Linked DNA regions of Mus musculus: all the other regions are linked to region 1. Evidence: chromatin contacts called from public HiChIP or PLAC-seq data. All regions are on one chromosome and are shown on one strand. The core of a region is the stretch at or near the end of the contact, and the rest is flanking DNA. Distances in the headings are between cores, read along the strand shown.

Region 1 (5,000 bases), core at 1,469-3,968:
TGTATAGATACATGAGGATGTTTTATTCAGCTGAAAAGAATGAACATTCTTAGGAAACAGGAAAACAGATGGAACTGGGGTGGGAAGGGACACAATATGTTAAGTGAAATAAGCCAGATTCAGAGAGAAAAAGGCATGTTTTCTATCCTAAGAGGAAATGTAGATTTAAATTTATATATACATACGTATGCATATGTAGGACACGAAAGTACAAAAAGGACTTATAAAATCCAACACTTAATATGTTGGCTAAAGCAATAATAAAAGAATAAACCCTTTGGATACCCTAAAGAAAAGAAAATGTCCTGGATAAACTGTATACGTGGATTAAAGACAGTAAGCCATTCTGATCACCAGGCATCACCAGTATGCAGAGCTGAGTTTTAGCTCTTTAAATAAGAGTAAATCCACACAGCACAGTGTTTCTCACCCCTATGTACAGTTCCCTATCTCCTGACCTCATCATCGCTAACAAAGTTGTTTACTGCTCCAGTTTATTAATCATTCTAGAGTTTCAAAATAAGGCCTGACCTAAAGGTAGCCATAAAACAGGCATGCCCATTACATAAGCTAAGCTTCCAGACTGAACCCCAGCTACCGAGTCTACGCAAAACTCAAACTCAGTTGTATCTATGCCGTTTTCCCAGACAAAGCTACTCGCAAAAAAAAAAGGGAGGAGGGCAGTTTATCATCCTAAACACACGAACTTACTATGTAACCACAAAAGTAAAAGAATGAAAATACAAATTTAGACTATAATAAAATTCTCCAATGCTTCTCCCCATAAAAAATAATATTCTATCTAAAAGAAATAATTTATTTAGAATGACTGATTTCTGCCCTCTGCCCTTACAGAGTGGCTCCACCCACTCAAAGTCTTTATAGGACACAGCTTCAGTTTTGAAGGGAAAAAAATGTAGTATTTTATACCTTCTTTCAAAGTTTAGACAAAAGTAAACTCCAACATTATCTGAAGAGATTTTGAGAGAAAAAAATAGTCTCAACTAGTTACCTCCATCAAAAGCAAAAGAGACAATATAATAAATTAAAACTATTAACACTATTTTAAGTATCATCCATGGTTGAGCCCAATAAGGAAAAGCAACCCAAAGAAAGAATTCAAATCAAATTATATCACTTAGAGACACAAACAGAAGTGGGTAAGATTTGAGAAGTAAAACAAGTATCAATGATAAAATTACGTGGCTTTTTTTTTTTTTGCAAACACTTAGAAAGGGAACAATGTCTTTTAAAAAATATAAAGTTACCCAAAGCTGACAACTTGAAAAGCACCTTCAATAAACTGGCAAGATTTCTATTTCCTAAGCCATTCTGAAAATGTTGATAATTTTCAGAAAGTTCATAATCTAAATCACCTGGCCATGCTATAGCAAATAGACACAAATGACAGAGAATTCTTACCAAAGAAAAAATGAAAATTTAAGTCTCTACCACAATCCTTCAGATTTGTCAAAAGGCACAACACACATGCAGACAGACAGAAAAGATGACATATAGGACTAACTGTGCAATCTTATAAACCCGACACGCAATAGCAACAATATGCACAAATGCTTTTCTTCTCTCCCCCCGTAACTATGTTCCACTAAATTATCTAAAAGTTTATAAGTGAAAACGCAATAAAGTAAATATTGCTGACAATGCTATTCACAATATTTATCTCCAATGACATCACTAAAACACACAGGGTGTAAAATACAGAGATTCTGACAAAGAAAATACAGGGCGCATTTCACTCATTAAGCATAGCTGGTGGTTTACATACTTGAGTGATTTTAAAACTCTGTATTAAATGAAAACTATTTCATTTCAAACAAGGTTTGATTTTTTTTTCTAATAAAGCGCTGCACACACGAACACAGGCAAAGCAGGAACAGATTTAAAAAAAAAAGAAAAAAAAAACGATCACTGTAATACTAACACAATGGAAAAGGGCAAAATGACAAGGTTAACTAGAAGAGAGGCACCTTCCCCATCACAGCTCTTCTCTACCCCTCACGCCGGTTGTAGCCCTGCTGCACCCCACTCTATAACCTCACACAATTCAGGCCACCGGTCGGGTCGACTCCCTGACAGGTACCTGCACCCTGCCCCGCCGCAGGGGGACACCACTCACTGCTCACGGGTGTGTGAGTCAGGGAAGAAGGAGGGGAAAGAAAGCCAGCCGGGGTGAGTCGGGGAGCGTCGCCGGGGAGGGGGCTCGGCGGGGCGCTGGCCGTCGACTGCGGCCGGGGGCTGGCGGAGAGGTGGGCTGGGCGGGAAGGGGCCCGCCGGGACGCCCCGAGGCCAGCGTCCTCCCCGGGGCCCGCGCACTCACCACCTGGTAGCGACCAGTCCCCAGCTGGTGGTGATCCATCCTGCCCGCCTCGGGGTCCGGCTTCCGAGCGGGCGTGTCCCCTCGGCGCTCAGCTCCCTCGGCCTCCCGGGTCGACGTCGTCGCCGCCGCCGCCGCAGAGCCTCTTCCGCCGCCTCGGGTTCTGCCGCCGAGGTCGCCTGGCGGGGCCGCTTCACTTCCTGTCGCTCCCTCGGCTCCAGCGGAGAGCTCCGCGTCGCTCGCCGATCGGCGCCGGAGCTCCGGGGAGCCGCGCGCGCTACTGAGCATGCTCGGCGCGGACGCGCATGCTCTCTGGCTCCGCCGGCGTCCCATCCGCCGCCCGGCTCCGGAGGTGTCCCTAGGTGGGAGGAGATGGAAGAGTCAGGCAAGTCCCCGGGAGCCCTCTAGGTTGTCATCTAGTCGACAGTGGGCGGTGGCAACCGAAGCGGAAAAGAAAAAAAAAAAAAAAATCGTCCCACTTGATTGGATTTTCCTGTGAGGGCAGGTTTCACTGTGGGGCGAGAGGATGCATCGTCACTGCGGAGGGTGGAGGCGCTGCATTCCTAGAGCACCTGAGGACAGGTCGCCCTTTTATTAGTCCCCAGCCTAGAGCATCTCAAAGAGATCCATCTCAGGACAGGCCTAAAAAGGCGCTCATTCGAAATCATTAATGAGGTAATGAATTACCAAATACCAGGGACATATACATATACAAAGACCACATATACATATATAAAATCAGCTTTAAAGTCACAGTAAAATTTCGAGGAAGGAAAAAAAAAAGACAGTCTTGCTTCTGAGCACGCGTAGCCTTCCTCAGTAGAACAGCTCATTTGTGACAAATGTTAAACCCATTTGACAGCGTACCATTGTCAATCACTTAGAATCCATAATAGATTGCATTGGAGTTCATTTTGAACATTGTACGTTGTAGGAGTTCTGACAAATATACCCTAACTATTATATATCATACTGAACAGTTTCATTACTCTGAAAATCCTGAATAGGGCTTTACCCTCCTCTTTCTTTTGCCCCCTTGTTTCTAAGAGATTTACAAATTCTTCAAACATATTCTGATGACATACAGAGAAAGAGGCCTTTAGAAATAGGAAATGGGAAGGACAGAAGAAAATAATGAAGTGAGGTAGGATTTTTGTGTGTGTGCTAATAATACTCAGATATTCCTAAGATAATGGTAAAGAATCAGTTTTTGTGGCGCATCATAATACCCTGTGACACCTCTCTCTCCTCTCCTCTCCTCTCCTCCCTCCTTCTTTCTCCTTCTTTCTTCTTCCTTCTTCTTTTTCTTTCTTCTTCCTTCTTTTTCTTTCTCTTTTTCTCCTTTTTCTTCTCCTTTTTCTTTCTTTTCTTTTTCTTTTCTTCTTTTCCTTTTCTTCTTCTTCTCCTTTTCTTCTTCATCTTCGTCTTTGTCTTCTTCTTCCTCCTCCTCCTCCTCCTCCTCCTTCTTCTTCTTCTTTTCTCTCTCTCTCTCTCTCTCTCTCTCTCTCTCTCTCTCTCTCTCTCTCTCTCTCGGCACAGAGCATGTTTCTCTAACAATTAGAAGACTATGGCAGACCAGCAAAAGGTACCTTTTAACCCAAACATCTGCTTCTTGTACCCTGAGATCTGTGGCCCTACTCGATCTGGCCCAACTGTTCTTTTTAAGATAATCAAGCCCTTTCCCCATAACTGTTCTTACTATGGAGATCTCCTGGGGATCCGGGGAGGGAAACCTGGAGACCATCTCTCACTTTGCTTCATACATGTGCAGATGAGATTGCCGAAAGAAAGGAAGCCAGATGAGACTGGTACAACTGGCCAGATCCAACAAAGTTCAATAAACTTTGTATAGTTGTAGCTAGAAAAGTTAAGTCTTTCTGATATTTTTATTTTTCAGATGATTTATCAGATCTCTATTAGGATCATCTTAAAATATCTAATATTAGCATTGCCAGACCAGAAATAATAAAAAGCAATTGGTGTTGTCATACCTAATTTTCTTCATGTGTTCCAATGTAGTATATTTTAGATCCTAATTTAATCGATATTATTAGCACAAGTGCCAACTCCTTACAGTATCATCCTGAATAGAATTGCCTTTCATGAGCTAAACAACACCCAGTGTTAGCAAAGAAAAATTAGATCCCAATATAACTTGTTATTATAAAGGTAATTTAGAATTGAATTCCTGTGCCCTTTTATTTTCATTAGCTGTGTAGGTTCACTTGTCTCTAAATTTTATTACTTCTAAGAAAAAGAGGCCATTAAAAATCAGAGACCTGACTCAAAACAGACACCCCGAACCCTGGGTTATATCAGCTCTTCCATTCTACCCACACCCAGGTTCTCTGACTGTTTCTACTCTCACAGAGCAGATGGCATGATTCAATGACACAATAGATTTTCAGTGAGGAAGTTTGGAAGAACAATGAGACAGTGAGATCTGAATCTAGTGTTAGTTTAGCCTCCACACCACTCTGTGGTGTAAATAGGCATGATTAGTCTTAACAGAGAGAGAAGCTAAGGGGCAGAGAGAGCAGCAACTTTACCAATGCTAAAGTCACTGGTAAGTGCTGATAGATACAAGGGCCCCCAATGTTGGTCACCATGATCAATAGTGCACCCTATAAAAGGGCAAGTCCCTGTCTCCTTTCCCTGTCCTGGT
Region 2 (5,000 bases), core at 1,260-3,759, 660 kb before region 1:
GGTAGAAGAAGAAACTGTATTCTCACAAGCAGTCATTAATCAATCACACCTGAGCTGTACTTTACATGTCCCTGTGCACATACCACACATACATACACATACACACATATATATGCCACATACATGAACACAGACTCATACAGGCACACACATATGCACACACACGCACATTCATATACCACATACACACATGTGCACACACATACACACACTCATGCACACACACACACACAGACACACATCTTCATATACCACACACACACACACACACACACACACACACACTGGAATGAATGATGAAAACACCAAATTATCAATAACTAGTTATACAAGGTTATCTTTAACAAAAAAAAAATTTTTTTCAACAAAATAAAATTGTTGTATTTTGAACTGGGCATGGCGATACACACCTGTAATCCCAGTACTTAGGAGGCCGAGACCAGCATGGCCTATATAGTGAGACTGTACCCAAACAGAGGAAAATATGGGGGAGAAATAATTGCTACATTTTATGCTCTACTTAACATAAGAAAGGAAATTCACTTAAAATATGACAGTAATCTAGGCCTGCTTCAGCATCACTACTAAATATTAGGGGAAATGTTACCAACTAACCTAAAACTTTCTGTCAGGAGAAACGTCTCTGTCAAAACAATATGTAAAACACACACAAAAATCAGAATTTTCTTTGCTATTATTCTATCCTCCCAAACTGTCCCAGTAGAGCCAGCAGAGGGAGCACAACCATTGTGGGTTTGAATGTGTGCCTTTAAAAAAAAAAAAAAAAAAAAAAAAGCCTTTTCTCCTGGATTTTCAGATCCTTTATCATGATTGACAAAAATGATAAATCACAAATATTATTTGCCACTGGTAAATTGTCTCAAAAGTCACTTTTATTGAACAAGTGTCAAAACATTTTCTTTATTCACATTTTAGTTAAAAAAAAAAAAAAGTAATGCATGTCTGGTATAAAGGCGAAACAAACCCGGGGGAAAAATGCTTACAAAGTTAATAATCTACCTTCTATTCTGATCCATATTATGAACAGACTGGAATGTGTCTTATAACTTATTTTTAAAAAGTATATGTATATGTGAATATATGTCCTATGTGGATCATCTCTGAGTGTTTCCTACCCAATATCGAATAACGTCTTTGGGAGGAAAAATGAAATAAGCACAACGTTAGGACACGTAGTATAAGTACTTCCTGTGCAGAGCTCAGGAGTTCAGCCCTGCCGTGCAGGTGCTGCGGTCCACATGGAAACGGTGCGCATGCGTGATGCATGGGGAGCCCGTGTGCAGGTCCCTTCCTGAGATGTCATGAGGAAGACGAGGTAAACTGATTTCTAAGTCACGATTGATATTGCTAGTGTCTTCATAACACAAGATAGCAGCAATAAACTCAACCGCTTAAAGGGGGATTTTTTTTGTTACGTGAAATTAAAATACATTCTCGAATTTTTGGAATATTTTATAAATTCTAATGCAATGGAATGATCCAGTGTTTCTCTCCCAGGTGCACTGAGCCTACTTTCATTGTTTAACCAAAGGAAGGTAAAGGCTACAGGTATAGATATGATACTTTCTCCCACACAACAGGAAGAATCTTTCAATTTCTCGATGGTTTCCATCCTGTCCAATCCCTTTGCAAAGAGCTCCGGATAAATACGCATCCTAGGATATAAAGACACCAAAGTCCAGAGACCCTGCTTGCCAACGCTACCTCTGTGAATTCATTTCTGAACCCAGGGAATTTGCTGAAGCCAACACACCATGACTTGCTATGCAGTCCCATCACTCAGTTGATCTCCTTATTTGTCTCGGTGCCTACTAGACACGTTCTTGACTAATGCCAGTTGCTGTTGAACTTTGACCCCATATAAGTGTTAAGGTCTCCCACGTAGAAGAAGGAAATCTGCAGGAAGAGGATGGTGATGTGGGCAAATAATAACAATAACAACAACAATAATAATAGGGGAAACTGGAAGGATGACGGAAGGGAAGACCTTATTTACATGACTACAACATATTCTTTTTGGAGGTAAAGAATGTAATTAGTGAGCTGTGATTTCCTTCCCATCTCCTGAGAACAGAAAAGACCGTCTGTCTCTTGTGGTGGTTGTAATTTGCGTTTCGTTATGTTTTCTTTGCTAAGGGCTTTCAATGTTCAGAAAAATGTTCGAGTTACTGCACTTTGTAATAAAGTAAGAGGACACAGCACCGCGGTCCTCATTCCTCATTGACACAAACCAAGGAACGGGATGTCCAAAGCCTGGCTCAATGTCACAGGAAAGGCTGTTGCCGAAGTAGAGGTGGGCCCCCCCCCCCCCCCCCGAGAGCCCTTTAGGTTATCCACAAAATCAACACAAGCAGTCTAGATTTGTTATCTCGCCCCTTTCTGTCTCAGGCTGAGTGACAAAGAGTGCTTGGTGAGATACTGAGTAAGACTGACAACACAGGAAGTCCATTCTGGGGGCAAGCTGTGTGAGTGGCAGCCAAGCAGGAGGCCAGGAGGCAAGTCTGCGCACAGCTCCTTTCTCCCTAGCTCACCCCTACATGTGGCCCAGAGGCCGCAGTGATCCAGAAAAGGAGATGCTAAGGCCACGGAGGTTCCAGCTGCTTTGAAATTCACCGAACCAGTCCATTTCTAAGCATCTGTTAGCAAGAGGAAGCTGTGACTCAATGGGGGTGAAATGAGTCATCTAGACGACAGAGCCCTCGACATTTCCAAGTCGTTTGTGTGTTAATTCACAGATAATTTATATCCTTATTTATAAACTATGTTTAGAAACCGTCCAAGCGTTCAAGGAATCCTTTCTGACACAGTAGTGTGTTCAGTAAATCCAGTTCTTTCAAACATGTTAATACAGTTCTCAAGAATTCCTCCTAGATAGATCACATTTGAGCCTCAAATGTTGAACCTGAGGAGAAGTTATATCCAAACAGTCTCAGAGTGAACAACGGCCATAGGAGGAAGAGCTATTCATATGGAAACCACACCCACTGCTGAACTCACTGTTAAAACAGTCCGGGGGGACACTGTGAGTGTACAAAGTACACTGACCTAACCATGTGGCACAAACTTTGACTTATTTGTGCTACCACAGCAGTGTACTTCCCTGCAAATACAACAACAGTGATTCTACTGCAAACGGAATTTCACCGTCTTCCTGTAGACATGCCTTTCATGACAAGCATCTAGTCACGGATAACCTCTAACCAAATCAGGAAGAAAAAGAAATTCATCGGTAATTAGACACTAAACATCCCACTACTCCATCCATCATTTCTCCTCTACTACTGAATCATGACAAACGATACTTCTAAACAATGATAGTAATCAAGGTATGTTGTACAATGGGATATTAATAACCTTAGAATTAATTTTAAGATGAGCTGCTTATGTTTAAATGATTTGAAATATATATAGTATGTAAAAATCAGAGGCCCTAAAGTATGTTTCTTTCTTAACTCTTATTGTATACAAGATATGAAAACCCTAATTTCTAGGAAGGCATTCTATGATTTATTAGAAAATATCTTGTCATATTTTTAAAAATTTTTAGAATAACTTCTATTATGGTTCTCATTAAAAATGGATCCTTTTCTCAATACTAGCTATTTATAAAACAAAGAAACACACTAATCATTACAGAAGAGAATTCTTTTTATATCCTGTGTCCCTTACAGATGTTTAATCATTGGCAAAGAAATCAGAGGCTAGCTGCTCTTATCTGGAGAGTAAACATATCCAAGGAGGAAGATAGACACACAAGGACCCCCAAAGAGACTGAAAAGTTGCAAATTGTTTTTTCTGAAGAGAAAAGATCTCCTCTATGGTGGCAAAGACTCTAGCATGGAGTTCCTAAATCAAGAGACTGAAGAAAAACTACTGGTCTCATCAAAACTCCAAAAAAAAAAAAAAAAAAAAAAAAAAAAACGGGCTCTCAGAAGAAACAAATGCGGTAACATCCGAAGCCCCCATCAAATTGCTGCAGAACCTTAGAAAAGAACTGGTACCTGTAAAATCATTGAGCCAATGGACCAATGCTTTAGAAACTGCCCCCACCCCCACCCCACCCCCACCCCCGTCATCTTCCTTTCAAAAACAGGGAGAACCGGATAAGGGCCATTTGTTGCAACAAACGGATTGCAAAAATAAACGTTTAAATAAGTGGGGGGGGGGGGGAGGCCAATGGACGTCTAGCATTATAAAGAGGAGTGTTTAGCTTTTAAATCATCCAAACTGCTTTGCCAAATTTTGACATGCTTGGTTTCCTGTAGTTAAAAAAAAAAAAAATGAAAAAAATGAAATCTCTCTCTCTCTCTCTCTCTCTCTCTGCTTTGAAAAAAAAAGTGAGGAAAAATAAGCAGCTGTTCCTTGTATAGTTCAGGAAACGAGTTTGATTTATTACTTTAAGGTTATTTTTGAATGAGCTGCCCGTGGCAGGCAGAGCGCAGAAGTCACTGAGGCCTGTCCACTTGAAGGGCTCAAACTGTTTCCCGAACAGCCCTCCTTCACTCCTCACCTCTGAGGGCCATTATTGACAACGTGTGACTGGGGCCTTCCAGGATTCTAAAACAGCAGGGGTCCCGGCTAAACAATCGGGCTGCCAATTACCTTTTCCCCTGTTGTGAAAGAGGGGCCCAGGACAAAGCAACTTCTCAGCGGGGTGCTGTGCAGCTCGGAGTTTCTAACCCACTCTTGCCCAGCTCAGCATTGAAAACCCAGTAAATGGTTGGTGCCTTCACTTTTGTCTGTGTGTGTCAGTCCGAACCAGAATTGCCGTAAGGTGAGAGCATCTCCCAGGGACCGGTTTCAAATGCTCTCCAGGGCAAACAGATTCTGGACGTTGTTGTCTCAGAACTTCCAAGCAGGTTTCCTTTTCTGAGATCCACACAGACACAAAGAGCCCCGGGGCTCCCAACCCCCTTCTGCGGGCTTGTCCCGCCACAACGCCCAGGCTTCCCTTACCTATATTGTGGCTTTAAAAACTT
Region 3 (5,000 bases), core at 1,791-4,290, 600 kb before region 1:
TACTTCCCTCACGTCCTCTTTGCTTCCATGTTGTCCTAGTCTCCTCAGCAACTATAATTTGTCCAAACTAGTTATACAAAAACTTAAAAGGACAAAAACATCAGGTTGAGGGCTGGAGAGATGGCTCAGCAGTTAAAAAGCACTGACTGTTCTCCCAAAGGTCCTGAGTTCAAATCCCAGCAACAACATGGTGGCTCACAACCATCCATAATGAGATCTGCCACCCTCTACTGGTGTGTGTAAAGACAGCTACAGTGTACTCTCATATAATAATAAATAAATCTTTAGTCCAGAGCGAGAGGGGCCAGAGCGAGCAGAGGTCCTAAGTTCAATTCCCAGCAACCACATGATGGCTCACAACCATTGGTACAGCTACGGTGTACTCATATACATAAAACAAACAAATCTTTGTAAAAAATCAGATTGAAGGGTGTCATAACAATTTCTAGGTTCAAATGATTCATCTACCTTAGGTTTCTGAGTTGCTGAACAGCAGGCCAGGAAATGGACTTTTATTTAATTTAAAAGCAATGGTTTGTATATGATTGGTCCAGGGAGTGGCACTATTAGAAGATGTGGCCCTGTTGGAGTTGGTGTGTCACTGTGGGTGTGGGCTTTAAGACCCTCATCCTAGCTTCCTGGAAGCCGGTATTCTGCTAGCAGCCTTCAGATGAAGATGTAGAACTCTCAGTTCCTCCTGCACCATGTCTGTCTGGATGCTGCCCATGTTCTTACCTTGATAATGGACTGAATCTGTGTAAGCCAGTCCCAATTGAATGTTGTCCTTTATATGTCACCTCTGTCATGGTGTCTGTCAACAGCAGTAAAACCTTAACTAAGACAAAGGGTAAGTGGAAGGTGATTAGTGACCAATAATAGCATATGGACTTTAAAACTAGGATTGGTTTTTTAAAATTAGAAAATATGGTTATTGGACCACCCCACCCCCAGCTTTGAGGTAGAGGTTGCCCAAGGTGGTCTCAAATTTCTAGGTTCAAATGATTCTTCTACCCTTGGTTTCTGAGTTGCTGAACAGCAGGCCAGGAAATGGACGCTTATTTAATTTAAAAGCAAATCAAGTACTAAAGATGCAGCTCCTTGCCTAGCATGCATGAGGAGAACAAGATTTAAATGTTCACCTTTGTATCATGCAAGAGTTTCAGATCTAATAAAATGCACTATTGTAGTAGAAGCCTGTGTTACCAGGGAAATTAGAGTTCTCTCTTTGGAGTTCTTGGTTTTGTTAGTAAAAGAATTTAAAAACAGACTCAAAAGTAAGTTCGGGGACAATATTATTACTGAAGTTTCCAAGAAAACCAACGGGACAGAAAAACTATTAATCTTGGCAAACTCTGGGAAAGGGGAAAGAAGAGGAAAAGAAAGCCATTTCTGTGGCGTTAGGGTCCAAGAAACAGAGTAGAGCTGCCAAACGGCCCCAAGGCAGGCGGGCAGCCGCTTGGAAAAAGGCAGCGGGGGGTGGGGGAGACCTTTAGAGAAGGAAGGAGAAGGCCCAGAGGGTCAGCAAGAGCATTCCCAGACTTTAGCAGTATCCTGAAGAAAAAGAGATAGAGACGAAGGAAAGGGAAGTTATGTTTCTCGCCCCTCCGTGCTACAAGACGGAAGTTCTGCAATGCTGCACAGGGGACAGAAGGCCTTTAGGGGAGGACAGGCATGCTGTCTCACCAACTCAGAAATTATCCCTTCCACCTTCCGGTGAGTCAGCTCTCTTGGTGGCTTGGAGACCTGACCAGGTGACTGACACACCCAGATGCACTATCTCTCTTAAGGGAGGAGACAATGGCATGCAGTATTTCTATCTTTGGAGCAGATCGGAATGCTTTGTCTCCACTCTGGGCGAGCGGTAGCTTATTCTTTCAGACTGGACTAGCGGTTTAGAGGGAGGCCAAGCGGATTTTACTTGGTTGGGATTTCCCGGGAAGCCGGAGGTGTGTTCCAAAGCTGACAGTGAGGTGGAGGTCAGGCCCAAGGCTATTCCGACGTTCTGATCTCAAGAATGGAGACGCGAAAATCATTTAAGAAGCAGAATAGAAACAGTCCTGGCATTTCCCCTTCAGCCAGGATAGGACAAAGTGCATTTTTGGTTTCTGGTTAAGGATACCAATGCAGGAGCCCACCGTAAACCGCCTGTATGCGTTTATCTCCTGTAGTCCCCACTCGGATCTTTAGGTCACTTTGTACTCTGTGTTGTGCTATCAAGTTCCTTATTGACTTACAATAGAGCATCTTCTTCCTTTGAGCTTCTTTTAATCACTGGGGCATCGTTGTTAAATGTTCATATTTTAGTCTCTGAAAGTGTATTACTTCCTACCATATCTGCCTACAGTATTACTTCCTGGGAATCAAAACTGCATATCTAAACCTTCAACAATCTACGACATTTGTTTGGCCATTGATGCCAATACTAGTAAAAAAGACATGGTGAGGAGCTGGTCAGATGGCTCAGTGGTTAAGAGTGCCGACTGCTCTTCCGAAGGTCCTGAGTTCAAATCCCAGCAACCACATGGTGGCTCACAACCATTCGTAACAAAATCTGATGCCCTTTTCTGGAGTTTCTGCAGACAGCTACAGTGTACTTACATATAATAAATAAATCTTAAAAAAAAAGATATGGTGAGTCTATTGTTGGATAGTATTAAAGTAAATCTAAACAAAAAATAAGATTGACATTTTCAGGCAAATTGCCCAAGCCAGAATTCAGGTAAATAGAATCATTGGAATCCCAAGTTGGCACCTGGGTTAAATCATAACTAAAAGAAGAAAATGCACTAGAAGGTAATGTGAACTTCATTATTTAGGAACAAGTTCTGATAAAAGATTCAGTGTCACAGAGATAGAGATAGTACCTGGAGGATAAAGAGTTAAGGAAGTGGTTTTAAATGACAAAAGCGGGACACTCTCTCCCACTACTGAACTTTGCTTTGAGCACACTGGACTTGGGCTTTCTCCGCCACTCGCTCCAGATCCACACCCCTGGGAGGAGCTTAACTGATTATCTCACACCTGTGTGTCTTGTTGATAAGCTTCCTGCTCCCTAGGGGAGCGGGGAAAGGAAACACCCCAGGGTGGGAATCTAGAGAAAGGGTCACACGGGGCGGGGTTGCTGAATTTTAACTTTGAATGACCTCTGTAAAGCATCTGAAAAGACTTTCTGATAATGAGAAATAGGGAAATCTGTGAAAACCTGTGATTTGTGACTGGGTGCTTGCCTAGCTGGAGTGAGGTATTGAGTTCCATCCACCACACATACATACATACACACACACACACACACACACACACACACACACACACACACACTCACACTCACACTCACACACACAGTGGATGCTTGAGGGTGAACCTTTTAAGTCGTCAGTGATACAAATTTTTAATGTTTAGGGCTGGAGAAGGAAAGAGGAGAAAACCGGAATATTTTATCACAGTAGAGTACTCTGTTCTCCATCATTAATAGAATTTGTGAACCAAAAATGTTCACAGAAAAATTATTTTAATTGCAATACTCTTATTAGGAAATCTTTGTGGGTTTACAGGTAGTGGTGCTCTCTTTATTTGGCTCCACCCTCCGCTTTGTTCTGTTTCTGAGGGCACACAACTCAATCCAACAAAATGAATGGACCGCTTCTGATCTTCCCTTTGTAAGGCGAAATACAGTGTGTTCTCATATTCATTAAGTAAAGAGCAGCGCATAGAAGACAGGTCCCTATGAGTAATGCACACCATTATTAATGGTGGTTGTAGTCTAGCTTTTGTTTTAAGAGAATGCCAAAGACCTGCTGGCAGAAGCATAGCTGTGATCTTCTCTCAGGAGAGTTATACATTTCCCAGAGAGCCAGAGGAAATTTTAATGTTTTTCTCCAAGCTTTACCCAAATTCAACCTTCTAATATTCTACAATTCTATAATTCTACAGAAACGGATTAAGATGCAAACTCCTTTGAGTTCCAAAGGAGAGGGAGGGAGAAACTGGGGAAGCTGTCTTTCAGAATGTTACCCATCAGCTAGCAGTCCGGAAATGAAAGGTTAGACTAGAAATCTGAGGTCATTGTTCAAAGTCTGTATCCATTCCCTTGGCACTGATGGCTCAGATAAACTCTGCTGGGGTTCTTTTGTTTCTAATACTAGGCTAATTATAAGGCATGTAGTAACAAGTTTTTTAAATGCCTTAAGCAATTTTAGTTTTTTTTTTTTAAAGAGGAGGATTATTCTGTTATTATTAGCACAAAAATTGTTTAATTTACTCCCGAATTCTTCTCAACATTACTGAATAAAAAAATAAATAAATAAAAAGGAAAGGAACTTGACCAGTCCGGGCTTCAGCCCCAAGTGAATGGGAAAAACAAAACAAAACAAAAGAAAACAAAAAAGGCAAGGAAACCTGAGTACTCCTAGGTGTGGTGGAGGAGAAACTTCATTAGAGACTTGTGAGAGAGCATAGACAGAGGCAGGGACCCCTGGGAAAGTCCAGAGTGTACATGACCTTGAGCTGGGCCACGTGAAAGAGGGGATGGAGGAGGGAGGAGAGGAGGGGACCAGAAGGCCCACAGAAACAAAGACTTTAGGTAACCAAAATGGTTGAATTGCACTGGGAAGAGCAGCCCAGCCCCCTCTGCGGTAGCATTTACGGGAAGGGTGGGTGGGGTATGCCAGTCAGGAGGGCTGTGTGTCAGGAAGGGACTGAGGGATTAGAAGGGGGGGGGGGAATCAGTAGGCAGGTCCACTTTGATTTGTTAAATAGGCAGGTCCGCCTTTTGTCCAGGGTTTGAAACCTACCAATTTCTAAAGCCACTTATACCTACTGTTCTCCTAAACTTTGTTGATTTTATCTTAAGAATGTGAGCTTGCTAAGTTCATTTTAAAATACAAATGCATATGTTACATATGCAAATACCCAACCACTACAAAAACAGGAAGGTAGAAGTCTCCGTTATCCCTGCAGTCTTCACGAGTCCTCCCAGAGGGTAAGGATCTACTTACAGCTCA

Evidence for each region. HiChIP or PLAC-seq counts read pairs in DNA pulled down with a chosen protein or histone mark.
Region 2: an H3K4me3 HiChIP or PLAC-seq map of bone marrow-derived macrophages shows a contact between it and region 1, with 3 times the contacts expected there. The contact joins the enhancer-like site here to the promoter of Ndfip2 in region 1. A contact is called at or near these places in 2 of 39 promoter capture datasets (the 3T3-L1 cell line and stem cell-derived epiblast-like cells) and 8 of 115 datasets of contacts at active chromatin or transcription factors (acute myeloid leukemia, bone marrow-derived macrophages, embryonic forebrain and 3 more).
Region 3: an H3K27ac HiChIP or PLAC-seq map of trophoblast stem cells shows a contact between it and region 1, with 13 read pairs. The contact joins the enhancer-like site here to the promoter of Ndfip2 in region 1. A contact is called at or near these places in 2 of 39 promoter capture datasets (neutrophils and pre-B cells) and 4 of 115 datasets of contacts at active chromatin or transcription factors (bone marrow-derived macrophages, embryonic stem cells, epiblast stem cells and 1 more).

The regions. Positions count from the first base shown.
Region 1 is chr14:105,256,341-105,261,340 of GRCm38.p6, reverse strand. It overlaps Ndfip2 (Nedd4 family interacting protein 2), which reads right to left and starts at 2,718. Exons shown (of 8, transcript NM_029561.5): 1 at 2,339-2,718. The coding sequence starts at 2,668.
Region 2 is chr14:105,920,655-105,925,654 of GRCm38.p6, reverse strand. No RefSeq gene overlaps it. Among named protein-coding and RNA genes, the nearest start is that of Spry2, 26 kb to the right of the region's middle. Within about 2 kb of position 2,509, at least 135 of the 459 cell types and tissues checked have an H3K27ac peak or open chromatin away from gene starts, as enhancers often do. A contact at or near this core is called in acute myeloid leukemia, bone marrow-derived macrophages, pancreatic cancer cells and 1 more, where this site is marked.
Region 3 is chr14:105,859,136-105,864,135 of GRCm38.p6, reverse strand. No RefSeq gene overlaps it. Among named protein-coding and RNA genes, the nearest start is that of Spry2, 35 kb to the left of the region's middle. Within about 2 kb of position 3,040, at least 34 of the 459 cell types and tissues checked have an H3K27ac peak or open chromatin away from gene starts, as enhancers often do. A contact at or near this core is called in embryonic stem cells, epiblast stem cells and trophoblast stem cells, where this site is marked.